Linked DNA regions of Danio rerio: region 2 is linked to region 1. A link is a contact called in public HiChIP or PLAC-seq data. All regions are on one chromosome and are shown on one strand. The core of a region is the stretch at or near the end of the contact, and the rest is flanking DNA. Distances in the headings are between cores, read along the strand shown.

Region 1 (7,970 bases), core at 2,076-4,575:
CTGAATGTGAATGTTTGTACATACTTATGATTGTATTTTCTCTATATCAGCCAATAACTCCTAAATGATTTATAAAATGTGTTGAGTCCAAACGATGCCAGGAATTTCCATGTTGAACACTCAAACTCATTTCCAATGCCTGTATTAAAATGTAGCAGACAACATTTTTATGATGACAGGAAAACCTAGAGAGACAGAGCTTTCTGTCAGTTTTAAGGTCTCATCTTGTGATGTCATGTCCTGTTTTAGGCTCGTTTCTGTGCACTTGTTCTATGTTGTATTCATATTTCAGTTGAACCACACCGGTATTGGTTTGGTAGACACTGAGGCCTTTTTTTCCAGCAGTCAAGCTTTGCATGTTTGATGTGCACCAAGGTGCGGATGACAGCATTCACACTTTTTCAAATGAACCACATAAACAGAGAAATCACATTAGAGTTGTTTTAATTATCAAACCAAACATTCAGGTTGAACACTCCCTGAAAACCCTTAGAAATGTACACTGTAAAACTTTTGAGTTAACTAGACTCATTTCATTTGATAAAGTTGTCAAATGAAATGAGTTTCGTTAACTTTAAATTTACTGAAAGTTAATTCTACTAATTTGAAATGAGTTTTGAACTCTGTGTTGAAGGCAATACATTAATTAAATACCTCTCAATACCATTCAACTTAAATGCAGTAGTTTCACAATACTCGTACAGATTAGTTTTTAAACTCAAATGGTTTGTAGCAATCGGTTTGATTAAACGGTTTGTGTTGCCTAAACTTATTGGGTTTTACAGTACTCAGTTGGTTTGACTTCTCTTCATTTATCAGGGTTCACTTTGCTCAAAATGCTTCATTTACTCAAATGGAGACTCATTAGGATTAGTTTTTCAGCTTAAATGGTTTGTTACAACCAGTTTTCCTCAAGGGGTTTAAGTTACCTTAACTTTTTGGGTTTTACAGTGTATGTATCAAAACAGAACTTTGGGCTTTAATAGGTTTTAGTTAATAAACTACAAACAGAACCTTAACAATAACTTGATGTTATGAATATAAATTGTATGTTATTGGTCTAGTGGATTAATCGACTGGGAATGAACATATCTATTAGTTTGAAAATGGCATAATTACAGTAAACTTTCAGAGTTCTCTTTCCAAGAGAGAGTGTATCCCAGGGCTATGGCATCATAACTTGTTTTCTGAAGTCTAGCATATTGGATGCATTGTTTGCTTCACAATGGCCCAGTGTTACTGTTAAGGTTACAAAACCAGAAAGAGCAACTCAGGATATGTTCTCTCATAGATTAAAAAGTTAATTGGTGCAAGCATATGCTGCAATTGTATAATTTGATTACAATCTGGCGACTTTCATATTTAAAACTCATTTAGGGGGTGTTCACAATTAGCAAGTTTGCTTCAATTAAACTGCCCTGGTGTGAGTTTGCTGTTAATGCAGTTCATTTGAATAAGTGTAAATGCCATGGTGTGACAAAAAAAACCCACCTTCTTGTTCCCCTTCCAAATAAACTTGTTTGTTTCGGCTGAAATATGAACACACCAAATGCAAATTAGGCCTGTCACAATTATAAATATATCGATATGTCACACAGTACATGGACATGACCTCGATTATTTTTGGTGATGCAATATATATCATCCATACATAAAACATTTAAGCTGATAGTGCAACATCTCTGTCTCTATTGGATGTGTTAGTCTCAGTATGGTTAAAAAAACTATTTTATCCACTATGAATTACTACTTTTTTCATGTGGGTATCTGAGATCTGGTAGCAGATATCGCAATCTCTGTTACTTTTTACCTTGCACCTGTTTTTTTACATTTATTATTATTATGATTATTATTTATTTAGGATATAAGTTTTCACATTCTGATTCTAATGCCTCAATTTTAAATGGTTAAAATGACTTATTAAATGAAAATTCTTAAGAATAAAATATTGTGTGTTTTTTGGAATAGAGTACTTGCATCGTGATAATACTGTATTGTCATTCAGGCATTATATAATGAGTGGCATAAAATGGCCTTAAAATTACAATAATATAGTTTATCGCAATATATTTTGGTGCAATATTTCATAAAACAAAAATAGATATTGTGACAGGCCTAATGCCAATGAGCAATCAAACCAAAAATAGTACTTAACTTCAGAAGATGCGACTAAAAAGACCTAATAAAATACTCAAGCATACCTGTTTGTTTCTTGTGATTGTCATCATGATTCTCGTATTCCTAAAGCAGATCTTAATGTTTGTGTGTGAACAGGAATTCTTGATGTTTTTTTTTTGTCGTAGTAGTAGTTTATTTATATAGCACATTTTTACAACACAACATTGCCCAAAGTGCTGAACACTCTTTCACACATTTATAGGAACATCATCATGACTTGACTGATAAAAATAGTATGATGTGTAAACGGATGTTTGGATGTTCAGTAAGTTGTCAAAAACTACAAGAGCCATAAAAGGCTTTTTTTTTTGTATCTTTAGTTTCATTTAAAAATGCCAGCATAAACACTAATTACTCTAGGGCAGTTTTTTTTTCAAGATTTTCTTCTTTGCATCCTGTAAAAGTGTGGATCAGGCCCTAAACACTTGCTTTGACTGTCAAGTTCAACAGGACATTCTCCCCAAGTCAAGTTAGCCTCTTAATCTGTTGATAAGTGGATCTCTCTGTTAGCCTCTAAGAAGCTGGTGTATCCATCTGAAGCCTGTCTGCAGCCAGCCGGGCAGTAATGAAGGACAGACTTTTGCTACTTCACATAAATCTGCCATTCTTATGAATTTATCCCAATGCTTAGCTCAGCTTGTCTGCTTTAGAAAAGTGCTGCTCTTTAATGGTTTGTTTCTCAGAACAATAAAAGCCTAGTGATTCTCAGTTTTTGTTGCCTGCTGTGTGTCTGTGAAGAGCTGGGCTGTTTGGGCCACACACTGTGAGTCATTGATGAACTATTCATCATCATGCGAACTGTTTGTTGGCCAGGCTTGCTAATCAGCTAATCACACCGATTTCTTTCAGTGCTTTGATTACAGGCAACAGTTCATCATGTTTATAGTCTGATCTACTCCTATTAGTATACCTTTCAAGTGCATACATCTTCAAAGAGTCATCTACTCCACCCGGTTCATTATTACCCAAGAGTTATCATTCAATTACTCAAGAGCTGCGTTTTCAGCTCGGCACCAAAAGACACATCATCAAGGGGGAGAAGGTGAAGCTTAGAGCCCTGAGGCATCATTGCAGAGGGTTTTGAGTGATGTATCCCAGATGTCATTTCCACACTCATATTTTCTGTTGTTTTCTTACTAAGGTGAAGACTTGATGAGACTTCAAGAGGACCAGTGACTGCCCCTGTTCATTTTTCTCCTGCTGCTGGCAGGGTGACTGGGTGTCGGGTGGATTGGGAAGTGGGGCATCATGGCGGACGTGGACCCGGACACGTTGCTGGAATGGTTGCAGATGGGACAGGGCGATGAGCGGGATATGCAGCTCATCGCCTTGGAGCAGCTCTGCATGCTGTTGCTCATGTCAGACAATGTGGACCGCTGCTTCGAAACGTGAGTGTACTATTATGCTGTTACTGTGCCTGGTGGGTGGTGTATATTTTCCTATTTAAATGGGATCAGAGTAAATCTATAATTTGTGTGTTGTACCAAATGTAAATGTCATTATGATGGCTAATACCAGTAAATATAAGCAAACATTTATAAACAAAAAAAATGTACATGTAAATAGGGTTGTAACGGTATGAATTTTTCACGGTATGATAATCGTCTAAAACAATACCACGGTTTGACGGTTTCGCGGTATACGGTATGTTACAAATGTTACAAAATAATAGAACAGTGAAGCAAATTTGACTTTTTCCAAATAATATATTTTTAGTTACTTTAAACAACACCTACAATGAACAAATAAAAATAAGAAAATAATAAATAATGTGTCAAAGTCCAAATAAAGTCCAAATAAACATGGTGCAAATCCTCAGTAAAAAAATAGATATAAATATTTACTATACTATAAATAGTTACATAACGAAACTAGATTCAATATGGAACATCTTTAGGTTTTATGTGCCAGCATGGATATGGTTGTCTGTGGATATGGATTTGGATATGGTTGTCTGCAATGCAGACAAACAGCTGCACCTTCATTTGCGTCTTTTGAAAACAGCAAGAGCAGCAGTTCGTCTTTGCTGTGTCACTGTTTTGTCATGTTTCTGTGCTGCTGTGCATGCAAAAGTACTTAGTATGAGAATTATTTCATGAAAAACTTTTTTTTTTTGGCGTTTTATTTAGCCGCGCATAAATGTATGCCTTTCTCTCATTCAGTGTTGTTCAAAAAGCTCATGTTGGTCCACAAACAAAAGCGAAACCTATGCTTATTGGTTGTGATATAGCGAGTTTGAACCAATCTGGGCATGGAGGAGGGACAATGCATCAATGTATCATGTCTGATTTGTCCGGAGACACAGTGACGAGCGTTTCTTTGTCAAATCAGCGAATGTTATGTGATACAGCACTTTAAAGCTGAGATTCGCTTCTTTATGCCAATCTTTGAATTGTATGAATCAGATCAGCGGATCAAAAGTTATTAAACATTTAAGAGCAATACTTATTTTTAGCCGCGGGCGGCTGTCTCGGTCTTTAAGGGTTAAAACCGTTGATATGCAATTGTTCATGGTATGATAATCGTGCACGTTCAAATCGTGGTAAACCGTCATACCGGTATATTGTTACAACCCTACATGTAAAATACAAAATAAAAGTTTATCATGTTAAAAAGAGCAGAGCTCAAATTTACAACTGAGTGCGTTTAGTTGTTTTTGATATCTCTTCAATTTAATATTCTATATATGTTTATATGTCCAATACATGGAAATGTTTATGCGAACATGCACTTTAAAGGTACTGTATGTAAGTTTTTGATTGTTCTAAAGCATAAAAATACCAAAATATTAAGGCAGGGAAATACATTTTAAAAATCATACGGTATCTAATTATTAAAAAAAAATTCACAATTCATTCAGGAATATTAGAATTTTTATTTTTTTAACCATTTATTTTAATTTACTAAGGCAAATAGTTTTAACATAAGCAACATAAGCAAAAAATAAGCAAAAATATCTGTTCTCTTATAATAAAATAAACCTAAGTGCTAAAGAGACTCAAACTTAATAAATAAAACGTTACAAAATGTAAACACTGAACAATCAAAGCAAACTTTAAGGTTGATCAACATCTGAAAAGTGTCTATAATAATTACACAGTAGTTGCGTCAAACCGTGCACCTCTATTGGAAATAACCTTAAGTTTATTGGCATTTCTTTCAAGGCATGCGCTCAGCAGCCACATTTTAATAAAGTTAGTGTTTTATATCAAACTTTTTTTTTAATATCGTTATTGACAATGGTATATTGTCAATAAATATCGATTTTTTTTTATCAGCCCAGTCCTACATAGCATGTTTCTTAATTATCTGCAAACATATTAAGTGAACATTTTTGTTTATCTGAAAAACAAGGCTAGAGTTAGATATTCTGCTTTGAATTTCGTTTCAGAATGGCTGTCTTTATTTTAATCATTTAACCCGTCCAATGCCAGTTTTGCCTATTAAATTTTAGTACTCCGGGTTGTCTTTGTGGGAAAACGGGGCTCTGTGTATGTCTGTAACTGAAATATGACAGTAACAGCCTCTGAATTGAAATACAGATGCAGAATTTCACATAAGGTGGTTATTATTTAGCAAATATAAAATATAAATATTACGAACGTAAATATTAGGTAAGCAGGTTACATTGTAACCCCGTGTCCTAACAACATTATACGTGAGGAGATACGCAGTGATGAGCAAATTGGCTGTTTGCGCCAGACGACACGGGACGGAAATTTAAATACAGCCGTTCAGAAGCACAGAATAGTGCACTCACTGCACTCCAACAAAATGGCAAGGTTTATAATTGAATTAATACATATTAAATCTCTCTTTAGTATTATTAAATGTACATGCTGAATTACTGATATGTGTTGATATGAGTCACAGTTCTATTTCAAATGGTTTATTTTATTTTTAACAACTGAGGTAAACTATCTGCTCTTGCTTTCAGTAGAATAGTAATAAATGTTATGTAAAATGGCACACAAACATTTAACAGTGATTAAAGCATATTTAGGTGTACCTTAGGTGATAATTTTCATAGTTTTCTGTTCTTCAGCTGCAAGAAATGAAAGCCATTGCTAAAATATAAATTTAGGTGTTGGTTAGGACAAAAATGCCTTTTAATATGAAAAATATTCCTTCTATCACTTTTCGTTGCTTTTATTTAGAACACAACTTAAATCATCCTTTAGGCTCTAGTCGGACTCACTCCTGTTGGTGTCATCAATCTGGCAATCTGCGCTTGGGTGTGTTTTGAACCAGAAGTCCAATACCTAGTTCAACCACTGGATGTCAAACGTACATACTGTACCTTTAAAAATAACACTGCATTCTCTCAATGTGTATTAGGCATGAGATTTAAACTATCATGTCTAAATCTAAAGGTGTTTCTATTGTGGATAGAATCTCATTACCTGTTAATATATAAATGTTGTACCCATAATGTCACAGATATTGGCAAATGAATAATTGCATGTTTTTTTACTTCATTGAACAATAAAGAGAATCCATAAAACGTAAATATTAAATTATTTATTAGGGGAAAAATTCCCCCGTCCAAATTTATAAGTACACACATATCTGCCGTCATTATATTTACAAAGCAACATGCATTATTAAAGGGTTCATTCTAGATTGGAGCAGTATTTACCTGTCTTGGCTATTCTAAAATTACATTTGGTGGTTGATTATTTCTGAAACTGCATTGTCAGTCAAGACAAGAAAGCCACTAGAACTGTTAAAGAGAATCAAGACAAAGATGGAAGCACCTTTTGTGTGTGGGAGTATATTTTTTTATTATTGTTGATGACCAAGCTCGGTCACAAGGGGTTTGTTAAAGACTGTAGATCAGGAGGATGGTTGCAAGAAGAGGAAATGAGAGTAACCTCTTTAACCCAAGCACACTGATCTGCATGAGCAGTTTTTTTGCATAAAGTTTGCTCATGTAAATTAAACCTCCCAATTGTTCAAATAGACTGTTCATTTTCATTAGTAATGATGACTGATACTTTTAACTGAATGTCACTTGAGGGATATATTGCATGTTACTTTATTAAAAGGCTGTTAACTTTGTAACTTTGTAAGATTTGTTTATCTCTCAAGAACTGGCAACCTATATTGGATGTCATTTTCTGTTGTTATCTACATGTATTATTTTGTCATATCTTCATTTTATTTCATTGCATATCACTATTGTACTCTCTCCAGCAAGTTAATCATGTATCTGCAGTGTCCCTCCATATTGTGCAGCCCTAAAATATATCATTTCATTTCACTCTGACAATCTGCTGTCTTATCACCGCAGGTGTCCTCCACGGACGTTTCTTCCAGCACTGTGTAAGATCTTTCTGGATGAGAGTGCACCCGATAATGTGCTGGAAGTGACAGCCAGAGCCATCACCTACTACCTGGACGTGTCCGCTGAATGCACTCGCAGGATTGTGGGAGTAGATGGAGCCATCAAAGCCCTGTGTAACCGGCTGGTGGTGGTGGAGCTCAACAACAGGACCAGCAGAGATCTGGCTGAACAATGTGTAAAGGTAGATGTTATTATATTACTTGCCTTGACTTGAAACACTTTTTCAGTTGGCTCTATGAGGTAAATTGTTGTTTTTGAATGGTAAATTACCATATATTGTCTCTTGTCATCAGGTTCTGGAGCTGATCTGCACTCGGGAGTCTGGAGCTGTATTTGAAGCAGGAGGACTGAACTGTGTGTTGAGCTTCATTAGGGACAGCGGTCATCTTGTGCACAAAGACACATTGCACTCTGCCATGGCAGTAGTTTCTCGCCTCTGCAGTAA
Region 2 (7,970 bases), core at 3,987-6,486, 96 kb after region 1:
AAAAAAAAAAAAAAAACGCTAGAATTTGTTTGCAACTCTTTCTTATACTTTAACATTTTTTATCTCGTTGGTCCCCCTGGACCTTCAGAGCCCCACGGATCCCTAGTTTTAGATCAGGGTTGTCCAATACTTCTCCAGGAAGAACAAGCTCTTTAACCAGCTTTAGCACACTTGCGAGGAGGTTTCTAGTGAGCCTAAGCACATTGATTAACTATTTCAGATGTGTTTTATTAAGGTTAGAGTTAACTGTGCAGACCCATGGTCCTTGAAGAACGTTTAGACTAGGGGTCACCAAACTTGTTTCTGGAGGGCCGGTGTTCTGCAGATTTTAGCTCCAACCCTAATCAAAAACACCTGAACAAGCTAATTAAGGTCTTACTAGGTATACTTGAAACACCCAGGCAGGTGTGTTGAGACAAGTTGGAGCTAAAACCTGCAGGGACACCGACCCTCCACGACTGTGATTGGTGACCCCTGCTTTAGACACTCCTGCGGTCAGTACTGATTTGCCCAATCTTGCTTGTGGAGAACCAGCAGTCTGCAGATTTTTATTTCATTTATTGCAGGACAGTTCCCCTTCAAAACCAGGGATGGCCAAGTTCGGTTATAATGAGGTACAGTCCTGAAGAGTTCCACTCCAACCTTAACCAACCTCCTAAATGGCAGACAGGTCAGATTTAATCAGAGTTGGATCAGAACCCTTCAGGGCTGTGGCTGTCCACTTTGACTACCCGATTCTAGAGGAAATGCCAATTCAAAGATGCCCAATCGTGCTCTTGAAAGAGGCATCGTCCTACAGATGTCAGCTCCAACATACTTGCCTGTAAATTTCTAGTGATCCTAAACATGTATTCCCTTTTCAAGCGTAGGAGCTAAAGTCTGCTAGAACAGAGGCTCTCCTGGAGATAGTTTAGATGCCCTTGTGTGAGTAAAATACATACCCTCTCTTTGGGCAGCCATAGCTGGAACTCTCACATCATCGTAAGATTGTCCATCAGTGATGATGATGAGAAACTTCCTGTTGGAGCTTGAGCGGGGTTTAAAGAGACTCCGCACAGCAAAGTTAATGGCATCTCCAGTGGCTGTTCCCCCGCTCATATACGGGATCTTCTGCAGGGCCCTTAGAGCATTATCTTTCAAGACGTGGTCATTGAAGTTGAACTCCATCCTTTGGTCATAGGTAAACTGGATGGCACCAATGCGAGATCCAATGTCGGAGATATCAAAGCTACGTGCGATGGAGACAAGGAGGTCCAGCACCAGCCGGAAGTTCCCGTCACCTACACTGCTGGAGCCATCGATCAGGAAGCCCAGATCCACTGAGTTGTAGCACGTCTTGCTGCAAAGCATCTGATCGATGGAGCAAAGCTTTTGAGCTAGTGGCTTTACAAACTTGTTGGTGCTGAACCAACTGGGCATGGTGAAGGTGAAGAACTCATTGTCCTTGCACACTGCCTGTAAGGTACATGACAGCATAAAAGGATTTCGGGAGAGTCAGAGGTTCACACTAATGATTTGTGGTGTGTTTTTTCAATGAGTTCAAATGTGAAACATCTCACCTTTCTCATGAAGTCTTGATCGCTCACCAGACTTGCCTCCTCAGGGGAAGGCTTGGCCACAGACACAAAGAAGATGTTAATGCCAGACTCTCTGGCTAAAATTGCTGCCTCCTCCACATTATCAGAAGGCCACCCATCAACAAACACCACAATGACCCGTGGGTAACCTCTCCGCACCCCAAAATCCGGACTGAAGAAGTTCCTCACGGTGTGCAGTATGGCCTTACCTGTGCAAAAACCAATAACTCAAGCCTGCCAAGATCTGCTCATAAGCATCAATAATCATTGAGTTGAAATAAAGCATAAGTTAAGTGTTAGAGATAAGTTTAATCTACGTCAGCATTATCTGTGGCATAGTGTTGATCAAATCATACTGACCTGCAAAGCAAGTCCACATCTCCTGCGATAGATAAGCAGTTGGGAAATGGATTGAGGATGTAAAAACTGTATTTCCAGTAATGTACTTACAATACAAGTCTGTCTGGAAGGGTTCAATATTATGGGTCTCAATGCACAAATGTTTAAAGTTTTGCTTGATACATTAACATGCCAAAATGTGCCAAAAATGAACTATTTTTATGAGTGAGTGAGTTATTTATTATTGCACTTGATTCCTAGACAATTTTTTGGAGCAAGCAACTTATTTGCTCAACCAATTTGTTTATAAATGTAAATTAATTAAGAATATATATGCATGTGTATACTTCATTTATTTGGATTTTATTTTAAGTGCATCACTATAAATTACATTTGTTCAGTTTACATCTTCTAAAGGGTGGCATGATTTACTTACAAAAATATTTCATGTGTTCAACCCATTCGTTCATATGAAATACGCAGTTCAGAAGAAGTTATTAAACCTGTATTGGTATTGCCCCCAATGTACGGGATTTCTTTGATGGCAAAGGTCACATCTTTGGCTGTCGTATAGTTTGTCAGGTAGAATTCAGTTCGAGGTGTTTCACTGGGAAGAAAGACATGGATTATAGGTGACTTCTTGATAAGTGCTCACTATGATAAATGACTTGTGTTTATGCACAGATCACCTGGTTTGCACCACTCCTACATGAGGACCTTGTGTCCCAACCTTCAGCATGGTTGCAAGTTTACTGACAAAGTTCTTCTGCAAGTTGAACCGCCGCTGTCCGATGTTGTAGCTGCTATCCAGCAACAAAGCCATATCAACTGGACAATCTGGAACAAGGTAATATTATATAATAACACACATGCCACGTCACGCTACTTACAATAAGTTTCTTAGAAAAGAAAATCAGCCAGTACAGACCTTTGTGTGCTGTTGCTGGAGGAGGCTTCTTCACTATTTTTTTCACTGGCTTCTTGGCTGCAAGACAGAAATAGGAATGCTTAGTTTAGCCCACACATGTCAAATATCTTCAGTTATATGAACATTTAGTACCTGCTCCAGATGCGACGGTGGCAGAACTGCTGGTTTGGCTGGACACTTCCAAAGGCAAGCTAATTGTTCCTGAGACAAAAGAACAAAGTTAGCGTGACAAATCTTTATATAGAGGTCTAAAGCTACATTTATTTACTATGATAATTTAAACAATTGTATACATCATATTATTTATATGAACGGTTTGGCTGAATTGAAAACAGATCATACTTTAAATTTGGAAGTCAATAACTGAAATGTAGGCTGATAAATCTACATCTTGAAATGACTTTTTCTCATCCTGATTATGCAAACAAAACACAAATCAATAAAACTGCAAATTAACATTTATCGGCTAATATCAATATCAGCTGATGATATATCTAATATCACTTTTCCTGAAGTTATTGTTTGCTGCAGTCTTTCTTTTCTTTTGTACATGTTATAATTTTAAAAGTATAAGATCATTGTGAACAACATATATAATGATTAGACAAATTATTATATTATATTGTGTGATTTTATATTATATTGGGTTATATTATATATATATTAGATTAGATTAGATTAGATTAGATTAGATTAGATTAGATTAGATTAGAGATTGTGCGCAAGTGTAATGAAAATATTTATGTTCAGCAAATCTTTGAATCTGTAAATAAATCTACACATCCAATTGGTATTAGTAATTGTCTCCACTCACGGGCCACAGTGAACGATGCGCTCCATTGCGACAGTGACTGCGACTGAACACCATGAGCGTAAGAGCTGAGGTAGTTTGTCCTCCCTTGCAGTCCGTGAACCTCCACTGGTCCACCAGACAGACCTATGATTCCTCTGGATGAAAGACAAACGTTTTCCTTGTTATTGGAGTCTAGCAAGTCTGCAACTGTATCGTTTAAAGTGAAAACTGTACCTGTGAATGGCTGCTCCGCATATGCTGGAAATAGAGGCATAAACTCCAGAACCAAACACTGAGAGGCTCCACAGAGAGCAGTTTGCTGGACAGAGCACCAGCAGATGTGTGTCTGACAGATCCACCGCACGAGTCCCACAGCTAATCGGCGTTGCCACTAAAACAGAATATCAAACTTAAAGCAAACATTTAAACAATAAATAGGTTTTTAAAAAGTCTCTTAAATACAGATAAAAATTCATTTGACTGGAAAATTTGTCATAAAGTGTGTTCTTTTTCTGATAAAAAATTTATTAATTAATTAGTAAAATAAATCCTTAATAATAAATAAAGTAAATTATATATTCAAAATATGTCTGTGCCACTGAAAACATAAATGAAATACTTTTTTCACTTAAATAGATTTTAAAAGGTTTTAAAAAACGAAGCAAACCTAATAAACATTTTGAACTTAATGTATTTTACATTTTACATACATAATTGTATTTTAAAAGATCTTTCAGCTACTTATGAATTATAAAAAATGGATGAATAAAACTATAAATTAAATTGTTATATAAAAAATGTCTCATAGCTATTGATCAGCCCAATTAAAAACAAGAAAGTCAGAGTTTACAAAAATGTGCTGCAACTTTATAGCGATATTTAATATGACAAGATATGCACTAAAGAGATTGTAAAAACTGACCGTTTAATTCAGATCCAGAAGTGCACCAGCTCAAAGAGAGAATACCTGTGAAAAAGAAAGAAACGCATTCATATGATAATTAAATTTGATGATAATTCAGTATTAGAAGTGTTTAGTATCAGTTGCTTCAATTAAAGAATCACCTACCTAAAACATGAAGGACAGCAAACCACAACGACATGGTTAATGAAGATTTCTGTAGAGACAAAAGAGCATTTTACCAGGCACCAGTGAACAAAAGCACCCCATTCTGCATTAAAAGCACTTTATACTCTTTTTTTTTTTTTAACAAAAAAACCCCTAAACTTTCTGAGGCTTTTAAATCTATCTTTATTCTTCCTTTTATCTAGGTGTGTAAAATGTATTTGGCTCGCACAAGTGAAATCAGATATGATACAGGAAAAATGTAATCTCCCCAGACACATCCATCATAAACAGCTCCTCTGGAAATGCATACTTCAGTTAATCCACTCACAGAGTGAGGGAAAAGGAGACAGAGGGACGAAAAGAGAGAAGAAGAGAAAAAAAACTATCTGGATATATAAAATGATCACTATTAAAAGGCACTAATCAGCCAAAAATCATCAACCTATGAAGATTTAATCCAACTTACAGATTTTGTGTAGGATGACGTTTCCTCAGCCTTAAAAGCTTATACACAAAAAATAAAGTAATTCCCTTATGGATGATATTCCAGAGGTGTCTGGATATTGAGGAAAGAGCTTGTCCTTTAAATAATGTCGCCGAAAAGCCCAATGATTCCCTGCTGACGTCACAAGAGGCGGCCCTTAGAGCCAAACCACCTGAAAAGGACATTGTTTTAAATTCTCCTGCTTTTCAGACCTTAAGATATGCAATGTTCTACATCCCTTACCGATATAATAACTGTTTAGTTAGTGTTGGTGAGTAGAGCAATAAATCATCTAAGATAATTAAACCACCCATCCATTCATTCAGCTTGTATTTATTTATTTATATGTTTTACATGATTAACCCAGAAAACACCTCTGAAAATGTCAATAAAAGTCACTTTTTAAACTGCTGAGTGACATTTTCAACATCAGAGTCCTATAATACAATGACAGGCATTTCAAAACTTTATCTTAAGGTTAATCAAGTGCATGTAAGCTTGATTCAGTGCTGTAAAATATGATATAAACACAAATCTTACCCAGAATGATTCAACTGATGGAAATAAAACCCACAGTCCATTGAGAAAACCTATACAAATCAATAGAGCCACAACATCAATGAGCTAGTATACTGCAATTATCCAGTATATGAAGAGTTCAGATGCAAAAACCTCAATAAGCCGTCTGAAATTTTCTCTTATAATGAACATTTTTCTAAGTCTTCTGGGTTTTTGTTCAGTTATTTCACTTTAAAGGCAACGAAAAGAAGTTATTCGTCACTATAAAAGTAAAATTGCTCAGCCTACACACAGAAGTTGTGTAGAGAAAAATGCTCATGTCAGAGGGAAATATCAAATCATTTTTTTATTTAGCTTTTGGATCTGAACTCTTCATATATCTAATTTACAATATGATTTCCTGTGGAAGAATGTCTACATTTTCATTTTTTATATAAATATATTAACCATTTTGATTAAAATATTGATTATTTAAATAACCATTTACACTTAAAATAACCTTTTGTGGACAAAAAGGTTCCATGGCTGTCAAAGGTTTTTGTAGAACCATCAACAGCAGAAAAATGACCATTTTCATTCATTTATTGATTTTCTTTTCGGCTTATTAATCTGGGTTGCCACAGCGGAATGAACCGCCAACTTTTCCAGCATACTTTTATGCAGCGAATTGCCCTGCAGCTGCAACCCATCACTGGGAAACACCAACACACTCTCATTCACACACATACACTACTGACAATTTAGCTTATCTAGTTCACCTACAGCGCTTCATTAGACTGTGGAGGAAACTGGAGCACACGGGGAAATCCATGCAAACACAGGGAGAACATGCAAACTCCACACAGAAATGCTATATGAGACTTGAACCAGCAACCTTGTTGTGAGGCGGCAGCGTTACCCTTTGTGTCACCCATTGTTTGTATCTAAAATAGAGTTTGTTCATTCATTCATCTTCTTTTCAGCTTAGTCCATTTATTAATTTGGGGTTGTCACTATGAACTGCCAACTTATCCAGCACGTGTTTTACAAAGCAGATACCCTTCCAGCCACAACCCAACACTGGGAAACACCCATACACTCTTGCATTCACACACATACACTACGGATAATTTAGCTTATTCAATTCCCTTATAACGCAAGTTTTTGGGTTGTTGGGGAAACCGGAGCACCCAGAGAAAACCCATGTGAACAGGGGAGAGCATGCAAACTCAGAAATGCACACAGAAATGCGAGATGACCCAGCCAGGGCTTGAACCAGGGACCTTCTTACTGTGAGGTAATCTTGCTACCCCCTGTGCCACTGTGACACCTGTAGACTGGCTTATTTCAGGGCAAATTTAAAAATAAAAAAAATATGGACAAACCTATTCACTGGGTTCAATTTTGAAACATTATTTTAAACAGCGCTTGCATTTTTTATGCACAATTTGTTACTCAACAGCAGAAGGCCAGCATTTTTAACACTTTCAAAACTCTTACCTCTATTTACTCTCCCTTTTGGTTTTAAAACTTGAGTTTATTCTGTTGAACACAAAAGAATATTTTGAAGAATGCCCAAGTAGGTTTTGAACAAGTGCAGGGTGAGTAAATTATGATAGCTTGTATTTTCTATTCCTTTAGCTGAAGCTTATGCTGGCAAAACATCCTTAATTAGTTTTTATCTCCAGCACACTGTGCGTTCTTATGTAAAACAGAACAGTTGGGTTGGTCAGCATGAGGCTGTCCAGTTTTCAAAGAGGTCTCTGTCCTCTCCTGGTCACTTTTACGTAATCGTCCTTCATCAGCTGTACTGTGGACCATTTCCAGCTTTAATCCTGGCAGCAAACAGGAATATGATATGTTTACTGTGGCATCTCACGATTCATTGGCATGTAGTGATTAAGTGGAGTGGAGGTTTGTAGAGGTGCGACAGATAAAAAAAAAAAAGCTGAAGGAACGATACTCAATCCATCTGTTATGAGCCTCTTTGAACAACTGCTCATTGTAACAACCGGGAACTGTCCCAGTGTCTCAATTAATGAATATTTCACAGCACACAAAGTCCATGTCAGGCTAAAGCGCTCTTTCACAAGGAAATATTTGTGAAGGTCACGAAGGTAACATCGAGTTTCCCAGCCAGAGTGTGAACTTCCATATCAAGTAAAGCTTGCTTAGATGAAAACCATTAATGAGTCAATTCCAGCGGTTTCAGAAGCTTAATTATTGTGCCAAACTAAAACATGATAGGCTGGACTAGTGGAAAACAAAGACACAATCAGGTT

What was found. HiChIP or PLAC-seq counts read pairs in DNA pulled down with a chosen protein or histone mark.
Region 2: a contact with region 1 is called in an H3K4me3 HiChIP or PLAC-seq map of gastrula embryo, with 2.9 times the contacts expected there. The contact joins the promoter of coch here to the promoter of hectd1 in region 1. A contact is called at or near these places in 2 of 4 datasets of contacts at active chromatin or transcription factors (embryo and gastrula embryo).

The regions. Positions count from the first base shown.
Region 1 is chr17:30,151,730-30,159,699 of GRCz12tu, forward strand. hectd1 (HECT domain containing 1) reads left to right here and starts at 3,326. Exons shown (of 41, transcript NM_001002504.2): 1 at 3,326-3,566; 2 at 7,472-7,706; 3 at 7,819-7,970. The coding sequence starts at 3,427.
Region 2 is chr17:30,245,461-30,253,430 of GRCz12tu, forward strand. It overlaps coch (coagulation factor C homolog, cochlin (Limulus polyphemus)), which reads right to left and starts at 5,237. Exons shown (of 12, transcript NM_001003823.1): 1 at 5,173-5,237; 2 at 4,707-4,755; 3 at 4,560-4,604; 4 at 3,872-4,028; 5 at 3,659-3,792; 6 at 2,977-3,045; 7 at 2,845-2,901; 8 at 2,606-2,753; 9 at 2,420-2,523; 10 at 1,560-1,786; 11 at 942-1,455. The coding sequence starts at 4,740.